Linked DNA regions of Zea mays: regions 1 and 3 are each linked to region 2. The links are chromatin contacts, called in public Hi-C maps. All regions are on one chromosome and are shown on one strand. The core of a region is the stretch at or near the end of the contact, and the rest is flanking DNA. Distances in the headings are between cores, read along the strand shown.

Region 1 (2,938 bases), core at 249-2,748, 130 kb after region 2:
ATTTGAGAACAAGTCCCCAACACTACATTCCAATTAAATGCTACAAGTAAATGATCAATAGAAATTAGTAAAATATATGAAGATGAAACAAATCACTCCCAATTGAGGTTTCACATGGTTTTTTAGTCCGTGGAAACGAGTTGACATAGTTTCATCACAATGAAACTAATTTCATCCAATAAAATTTATTCCTCTTAAATGCTATGTCATGTCCTCTAAAATACCAATGTGACACACAATTAAATATGTATGAAACTACAATAAAACTACTATTGAGAATAGCCTAATGGGCTCTAGATTCTACACTATAAATTTTAAGGATCGAATCAGATTAGGATCGGGTTCTATTACTATTTATTTTTGAACTAAAAATAATTAAGAGCCCTAACTTATTGTGAAGAAATATTTGGATCGTGATTCGTTACGACCCCTAAATAACATGTAGGTCTGATCAACATTCTGCCAATAATGTTGGATTTTCTAATCATCTACTCATCTTTTATCATCATGCCTAAAGTCTAGGAGTCTTATAATGTGTTTGGTTTGGCGTTTGATTTTGGCTTTTGCCCACTAAAAGGCAAAAGTCAAACCAAAGGGTTGGATTTAGCAAGCAGCTTTTTGTAAAACCGACTTTCTTACATTGTAAAAATGAAAGCACCTTTGAACATACTTTTGGCGGCTTATGGATAGAACCGTGAAAATAAATATAGAATAACTTTTAGTAGATTTTAGTGGTTTTCACCAAACGATCTTTAGTTTTTTAACAGCTCACATTCCACAACAGCTTTTTCCACAGCTCACAGTCCACAACAGCTTTTTTCAAGCCACAATCCAACCAAACACCTCATATTTTAAACTCTACTCTCCAAACAGTATAGTCTACATTATAAAAACAGAGTTTTACACGATCATAATCTTATGACCTAAGGCCCTTTTGGAATCTTTAAACTAATAGATTCTAAACACCTCTAGCTAATTGTTAGCCAACTCATATCTAATAATTATTTTATTATCTGGCTCAACCTAACTAACAATTTATTAGCTAGCTAATTATTAGCTCTAGAGTTTTCATTAGAGACCGAGACTTTTCATTATAGGATATTTCTTTTCTCCATTGCAGCAATAAGCAACATATACGGATATAAGTATCTTATAGTGGTATATAATAAATAAAATATGCTGCGTTACCTACACTTCAGTCAAGAGATATGAATAATAAAAGATTATGTCTTCGTGAAATTAATATGAAAATATTTTTTATTTGACGCGTAAAGTTACTGATTTTCCCCCTAAAATATAAACCTTTTTCATCCTAAATATAAATTTGGTTCTTTTCTTGGTCGTACAAATTTATATTTATTGTCAAATACGGAGTAGAAAATATTTATATTTTAAAAGTAAAAAATCAAGAGTTCAGCCAAATAAGAAATTATAGTATGCTCGCGGCGGCCCAAAGTGCCCATCCCGTTAACCACAAGGATCTCCGAATGAGATGGGATAAAAAAATGGCGAAATGAAATTCACGGTACCAGGGTCAACCGAGCACGGACGCGTAAAGCCAACAAGGGGGGACCGGGGGAGCACGAGGAAACCGAGGAGACTGACCCAACCCGTGCTTGCGGCGGCGCTGCGCTGGTGCCGGCCACGGCCATGATCGGCGGCGGGCGGGCAGCGGATAGCCACCCGGCGTCCTGCTCGTCCTCGTCCTCGTCTTCCTCCTCGCCGTCAGGCCCGTCGACGGGGGGCTCCCGCCTTCACCGCAGCAAGAGGCGTCCCGACATCCTCAACATGCTCATGGTAACTAAAAGAAGCTTGTCTCTGTTATTCCTTTTGCGTCTCCGGCGCCGGCAAGCCCGGCTTGGCTTGCTGCTCCAGTCCAGCCGTTGTGAGGCGACGACCTTTAACGTGCCTGCTGTTACTGTGCGTTCTTGCTGTTAATTTTGGAAAGTAGCTTTTTTCCCTAAAACGATTTAGGATAGCAGCTTTCAAAATCGTGGTGGGGCAATTTATCAGCGGGTTCCGAGCGACCGGTGCGTCCAGTAAACGGTGCAACTTTGGATTTGGACGGGGATCAATGGTAACCTGGTGTCCGGCGATCGATGAGTCCCGTGGAAGAGGAAGATGAAGAGGGTTAGATAGTTGATGCAAGTGGGATTTTTGCCCAGATGGGCAAGATGCATGTCTAGAATTTCCTGCATATGATGTTTGAAGGATATTTAGTGTCGATCACCCAGGCCAAGGAGTGCTGAAGTTAGTTTTGTATTAGTTCCAGTCCTAACTTTCTGCTACCCAGCAGCGGTTCTGAAATGGAAGCTGGAATATAGCCCTTTTAGTGCTATGCATAGATATATGACACCTCACTGAGTATCATAATGGTAAGGGCCTTTGCGGATTTCATTAATTTATGATAGGACAATTGGATTGTGACGAGTGCCACTGTTGGGGACTTGTTCTCAAATGCTAAGAATTAAGAACAAGGCAACACAAAAAATGTTAAGTGTTAAGGTCCTTCGTCCTCCATAACGATATATCCCTTCGGGATATAAAGCATCTCGGACGAAGGTTACGAAGGACATACCTTCGTAAGCATAACAACGAAGAATGAAGCATTCACATAAATCATAGAATATGAAATAGACATTTAAATATTGTCATAGAATTAACTCTACTTGTACTAATGAATATAAATGACTTTGAATTACAAATGTACCTTCGGTCCTGCGGAAGGCAAAAGTACAAGCGTGATGCGGAAGCAAATGACAAGTTCACGTGAACAGTACAGAGGTACTGTTCATCTATTTATAGGCACAGGTCGCAGCCTGTGACAAATTACAATTATGCCCCTTGCGAAAGTTTACAGCATTGACTCAGACCTATATGTATAAAAAGGTCATTCTATCTCTATGTCGGTTTAAAACGCCGAAGCTCCATGAAAAGG
Region 2 (3,040 bases), core at 238-2,737:
ATTATGTGAAAGTATTTATATTGTATAGCACGGTAAAATTTGTTAATAGAATAGGGATGTACATGTACTAGAGCTGTGGAGGGTATTTAATCTAGGGTTCCCTAACTGGCAGTTATTTTACTTATGCAAATTAGGCACGGCAGATTCACAGGAGAATACGTGTGGTCCGCTTGGAGACCACGACTGAGAACAAACGGTTTGTTGGGCTTATCATTCCAAATTCTGCAGTGGAGTCTGTACTCGAAGGTCAGTTGTAGCGTTACCTTTTTCAAAGAAGAATTCCCATCTGCTGCTTGCACTTTTATCTGCACTCCTAACAACCGGTGTTGAATTTGCATGCATGGCTAGAAAATAATGTCAGCAGACTATAGATGCTACTAGCTGTTGCTCCCTCCAGTCACAAATTAGTGTCATTGTATGAAAAACAGAGTAAATAACCCACCCTCTTTAGTATTGAGTCTCGGCGTCTGGGGCAGGCGGCCTAACCCTAGTGCCACCACCCCTCTCATCACTCCACTCCACCTCACTGCTGCTGGAAGCAGTTGGGGTCTCATTCGCTGGTGGAAAGTGCAATGGTGTACGGCAGGCAAGTCCTGTATGGATGTTGTTTGTGCCGGCGACATTGGTGGTCTAGCACTGCACCGGGCGTCCGCATGAGTCAAAACACCCAAAGTTTATTTATAATTTTGCTTTCTGAGGTTATGATGACATCCAGGTTATAATGAGATTCCCTTTTTGGGTGAGCTCAGTTTCACGCAATTTTGTGTAACATAACAGTTGATGTGTTCGGAGAATTATGATCCCCCCCCCCCCCTAATGTTGCTTACTCGCACGCGTTTGTTGTGCCATGGCAGGTTTGCAATGGGTCCAAGATATTGACGAATGATTTGGCAAGAAGCTACTCCTTTGGCAGTCCTTCCTTTGCTTTGGACCAAATCTTTGTCGCTGAGGCAACTTGTGCATTTCGCTTGTGAAACGGTTGTGGTTGTACGCAGTCAGGAAAAGTATACGACAACGGCTGGGCCACTTTTGTGTTATATATATGAAAGTTACGTAAACGTTTATATCAGACCGGGGTGCTGTTGTAAGTTAGCCTGTTGTTGGAGGCTACATGCCTAAATGCTGCACGATGTAGTGGTGTGGAGATGTGGTGGCTGTGGCTCTTATGGGCCTGTGTTGTTTCCCTGACAAGGGTGGCTCATATGGCTGGCCTGAGACCGATTGGGTTGGGGTTTGTTTTCTATAAACAAAACGAGGTTGAGGATTGGTCATTGTTTGGTAGGCTGTACAAACGAATCTGGTTACCGTGCATCAGCTCATGGGTAGAGTTACCCGTTTCTTCTTCCTGGCACCTGCCGCCTTGCTTTACATGGTAGAGACAATGGGCCTGACAAGACCTATCTCATCCAAGCAATCAAACAGCTCCTATACCATGTTTGGCATCTCCGAGGGAGGGCTGAGGCTGTACTGTCGTGCTGGATTAAGCAACAGAAGTTGGAGCCAAATAAAGCAGAGTCTGCTATCTAGCAGGCTGTGGTGGGCACAGTCTGACGCACTTGCAGCCACCTTTCCTTAAAATAAAGGTGTCGTCTCCAACATTTTTTTTTGCCACGTTCGTTTTTGGATTAAACCCAGTTGCTCCAACTGATACAACTACAATTTGTAGAAATAGTAGAAACTGTTTTGATTAAAGTTACCTGGTAGGACTGAAGGAAACAGATGACGTCTAATAGGGGTGAATTAGGACTTCTAAAACTTTCTCTAAACTAAGCCACAGATAAATCACTAGAGCAAAACCTATGTAAATAATCAAACTAGAATGTGCAAACTAGGTTTTGTCTAAGTGTTGTTATCTCTATCGTAATGGCTAAGTTTTAATCCTAAACAATATAAGTGTAAAGACGAGATTGTAACTTAAATGTTTAATATAAATGTGGACGCTAAATAGCAAGTTAGAGATGTAAACTCTTTTGGATGATGTTGGTATTTTTACTGAGGTACCTAGAACCACGCAAGGTACTGACTAATTCTCGTTGGTGCCCCTATGCAAAGGGAAGCCCATGTGAGGGACAAGCACCACGGTCGAATAACTCCGTAAAGAGTCGCGGGTCTTCTCCACGCGCAAGTGGTGCTCCGCTTTCGGCTCCTCTTGGACGCTCCCCGCTGTCTCCACTGTCGAGCTTTTGGCCGAAAACTTCGCGAGCCTCGTTTCCTCCGGTACACGGTGGCGGTCGTGACACAAACTCGGTTATCATGGTCTCGCAAGACTCACGCCCCACTCGGTACAATTACAACGGCTCACGCAAGAGACGAGGGGTTATGTGGTTTTTCTAAATTCACTCAACTAACTAGAATTTACCTAAAGCAAGCGCTAAAGCGGTCTAACTAATCTAAGCACTTCGCAAAGCACATACGCTAATCACCGAGTGATTCTATTAAGCACTTGGGTGTATGAGCACTTGGAAAATTTTATACTATGCCTTGGTATGTTGCTTGGGCTCCCACACCTTGAAATGGCCAGTTGGGGTGGTATTTATGGACCCTAACACAAAACTAGCCGTTGGAGAAAAGTTGCTGCTCTCTGCGGCACACCGGACAGTCCGGTGGGGTAATCGGACAGTCCGTTGCCCCTGTCCGGTGCGCCTAGCTATTGGACTGACACCGCAGGTGACCGTTGGCGTTGCGGGCTTTTACACCGGACAGTCCGGTGGCTTTTTCCACCAGTGCCACCTGGAACTAGCCATTAGGCTACTGTTCCCTGGTGCACCGGACAGTCCGGCGTGTGGCACCGGACAGTCCGGTGCTCTCAGTCGGATAGTCCGTCAGTGGCAACACTTGTCTTCGTTTCTTGGACTTGCTTGATACTTGTTGATCTTCACTTGTGATCTTCATAATGTCTTCTTTTGAGGTGTTTCTTTCCTCATTGCCTTAGTCCAAGTAACCTTAGCATTGTGTGAACTACAAGCATAAACACTAGCAAACGCATTAGTCCATAGGTTGTGTTAATCATCAAACACCAAAACCTATTGAGCCAAATGGC
Region 3 (2,924 bases), core at 99-2,598, 210 kb after region 2:
CTCACCATTCCGCCTCGCAGCTTGGCACGCTGTTGCATGGTCACGATACGTGTGATGTTTTGCATACCCTTCCACCTCCTCAGACATGGTATCCGACCCGGCATCCTGCAAGTTCAGTTTAGCGCAATTGAAACAAGATCTGATGATGCTGATGACGATGATACACTGGATAGTTCAGTAATCGCATATATATATGACAGCCAAATACTTGAATTTAGAAGGATTCATTCAATCCTCAAAAAGATTGCCGTCATCAAAATACATGAAGCATCATTCCAAAGCAGAGAACCAGTGTGAGACTTACTGTCGTTGCTGCAATCTGTGTTGGAAGGTCACCCGGCAGCGATGCCAACCGAGTGGCTTTTGGCCTGATTAGCTCAGTCTCCTGTGGGAAGGTGATTGTTGGGGAACAAGTGGCGTTGAAGTCGTGCAGAAACTTTGGGAAGGGCCAGAAGCTGGAGAAAGGCCTGGAGGCAACAGGCTTCAGAACAGCAACCTTCTCATGAGGTTGCATCTTCCCTGAACCTGAAAACAGGGGACAATTCATGAATTTGTAACCATAGCAGTAGCTCATTTGCTTGTTTGTAGGGGGAGAAATAGAGACATAGAGAGAGAGAACGAACGCACCAGGGATTTATGGAACTTAAGAGAGTAGTAGACCAATACTTCGTATACAAACTGAACTGTTTTCTAGTGAAAATTACAAACTCCCACAATAAACCAAACAAATCATAGTAATCCGGGGAAGGGCATTCACATAGCCAATGAACTGAGCAAGTAAAGAGAGTAATGGAAGAACGGGAGGGTTCACATAGTCCTCTACTCTGTTGCAGCTGTATGTACTGGTGGAAGCAATGCAATTGCAAAGGCAACAAGCCAACAAGGATGTTGAGCAGAAGACAAAGAGGGAGGTAGTTAGGGCACGTGCATGTAAGACTGTTAGGTATGGGCACCAAGCAGGGGATGGTCAGCATTTAGTGATAGATCAGGCTCTGAACCCATCCTCCTGCTGCCCATCCTTGTTTGAGACAAACTCTGAACAACATAACAGATTTTGATGATCAAGGCATGCAGTGGAAAATTAAAATTTTTATGATAGAGCATATTGACTATATTTGGAGGTTAATAACAAAAAACATATAATAAATTATGCAAAGCTACTTTACTTGCTCGAGGACACTGAAAACCCAAGCTGAAAAAGAAAAAACAAATTTCTTATATGCAGTGACCAGAAGTTCATAGGCGGACAGCAGCACAAATGCAGTGCATACATACCCAAGGCCCAAGCACCGCAGGCCATCATAAGGAGACCTTGATAACTGGTCCTCGCATCGATTTGTTGACAGGGGCGGAGCCAGCCCTTATTTTGGGGTCAGCTGACCCCGATAATTTTTTGAATATCTAATAGAAAAACGGTGTTAATAACAAAAGTTCTATAGTAAAGATCCAGTAGATAATACTGATGACCCCGATAAATTATTTGCTAGCTTCGCTACTGTTTGTTGAGATTGACAAATCACATGTTGTAACACTATAAAAGTCATTAAATAAAAATAATACATTTAGTTATTAATAATATTTATGATAATTAATTTTCTCTTAAGTGTTCGTTATTTATTTGCCTTTGTAATGAATTTTGAATGCTCATGATTAATTTTGAATATTGAATATCATTTCTTCTTAAATGAAAATTCACATAAATAATATAATAAATATTAGCCCAAGAATTAATATTTTATTTATAAATAATTTTGGTTTAATTATTATGAATTTTATGTTTATTTGAATAGGTATTTCGAAATTAGAAAAGGAAATAGAAAAAAAAGAAAAAAACTAATCTAACCCTAGCCGGCCCACTAGGGCCCATTAGCCGCGCCCCTTGACCTAACCGGCCGCCGCCCCCTGCCTTCTTCCTCCAAGCCGCCGCCAGGACTCCCTCCCCCTATTCTCTCTCCTTTCTCTCTCTCCTCCAGGAAGCCGCCGCAGGTGCCGTGACCCGACGACCGAGCGCGCCGCCCTGCATCGACCAAGCCAGCCGCGACAGGACGCCAGCCGACCTCGACTCCATCGGCCGAGGACCCCACCCTGCGCCGCGACCTGACCGCCCAGGCAACCGGACGTCCCGTGCACCGAAGCGCAGCCCCGACCAGCCTGCGCACCCAACTGCGAAGCTCCCACGCCGCGGCCGAGCCCAGGAACCGCCACGCGACTTCCACCCCGACCGGCCAGCGACCCGCACCCTGCACTCAAGCCCGACCGAAGCCGCCACCCGCGCCGTCCGCGTGAATGGAGCCGTTTCTTTGGCGTTAATAGAGCTTTAACATGTTCGTTTCTCTCCCATTACTCTCATCCATGAAGTCCCGGCCGCCATTGATGGAGCCGCCGACCGTTCACTTCCTCCCCTCGGCGTCTCTCTCTCCCCGTCCGCTCTATAAGACCGCCGAATCCCTCCTCTCTCCTTACCCGAACGCCCTCCCTCTCTCACGCTTTCTCTCTCCCTTGCTCGCCGTTCGCCATCGCGCCGGAGCCCGTCCGTGCAGCACCCCGGCACCCGCAGCAGCGCCACGCACCTGCCGTATGAAGCCCTCCTCTGCTCTCGCCGTGCCCACTCCGTTCGTCGCTCGTCCGCCATCCGTGGAGCCTCACCGGAACTCATGCCCCACCGTCCGAACGCATTGCCGGAGTTACACCGTTCGTCGTCGACGCGACCGCGCAGCACGACGACCACACTCGTTCCCTGCCCGACCGACCACTCCCTGCTCGTCGACGTTCACCCCTGCAGATGAGCGAACCCAAGGTTCAAGACAACCCCAACCCATTAATTTATTGTCTAAATTATGTGTTGAATTAATTTATGAATTTGTAAATTATCGTTGTAATATTATGCGACTTGACGATTCATGTATGATTTTAGAGATTCTGAT

Evidence for each region. Hi-C and Micro-C count contacts between places; a contact is called where the count stands out from the background.
Region 1: a Hi-C map of tassel shows a contact between it and region 2, with 2.9 times the contacts expected there. The contact joins the promoter of LOC103641156 here to the enhancer-like site in region 2. A contact is called at or near these places in 3 of 25 Hi-C or Micro-C datasets (ear, endosperm and tassel).
Region 3: a Hi-C map of leaf shows a contact between it and region 2, with 5 times the contacts expected there. The contact joins the promoter of LOC103641154 here to the enhancer-like site in region 2. A contact is called at or near these places in 6 of 25 Hi-C or Micro-C datasets (ear, leaf and tassel).

Annotation. Positions count from the first base shown.
Region 1 is chr10:66,563,398-66,566,335 of Zm-B73-REFERENCE-NAM-5.0, reverse strand. LOC103641156 (probable protein phosphatase 2C 44) reads left to right here and starts at 1,498. Exons shown (of 5, transcript NM_001345932.2): 1 at 1,498-1,797. The coding sequence starts at 1,651.
Region 2 is chr10:66,697,893-66,700,932 of Zm-B73-REFERENCE-NAM-5.0, reverse strand. It overlaps LOC103642489 (protein FORGETTER 1), which reads left to right. Exons shown (of 32, transcript XM_020545728.1): 31 at 135-246; 32 at 855-1,342. The coding sequence ends at 886. Among protein-coding and RNA genes, the nearest start is that of LOC103642489, 58 kb to the left of the region's middle. Within about 2 kb of position 1,487, at least 13 of the 20 cell types and tissues checked have an H3K27ac peak or open chromatin away from gene starts, as enhancers often do. A contact at or near this core is called in ear, leaf and tassel, where this site is marked.
Region 3 is chr10:66,490,501-66,493,424 of Zm-B73-REFERENCE-NAM-5.0, reverse strand. It overlaps LOC103641154 (probable WRKY transcription factor 3), which reads right to left and starts at 1,348. Exons shown (of 2, transcript XM_008664524.4): 1 at 305-1,348; 2 at 1-105. The coding sequence starts at 574.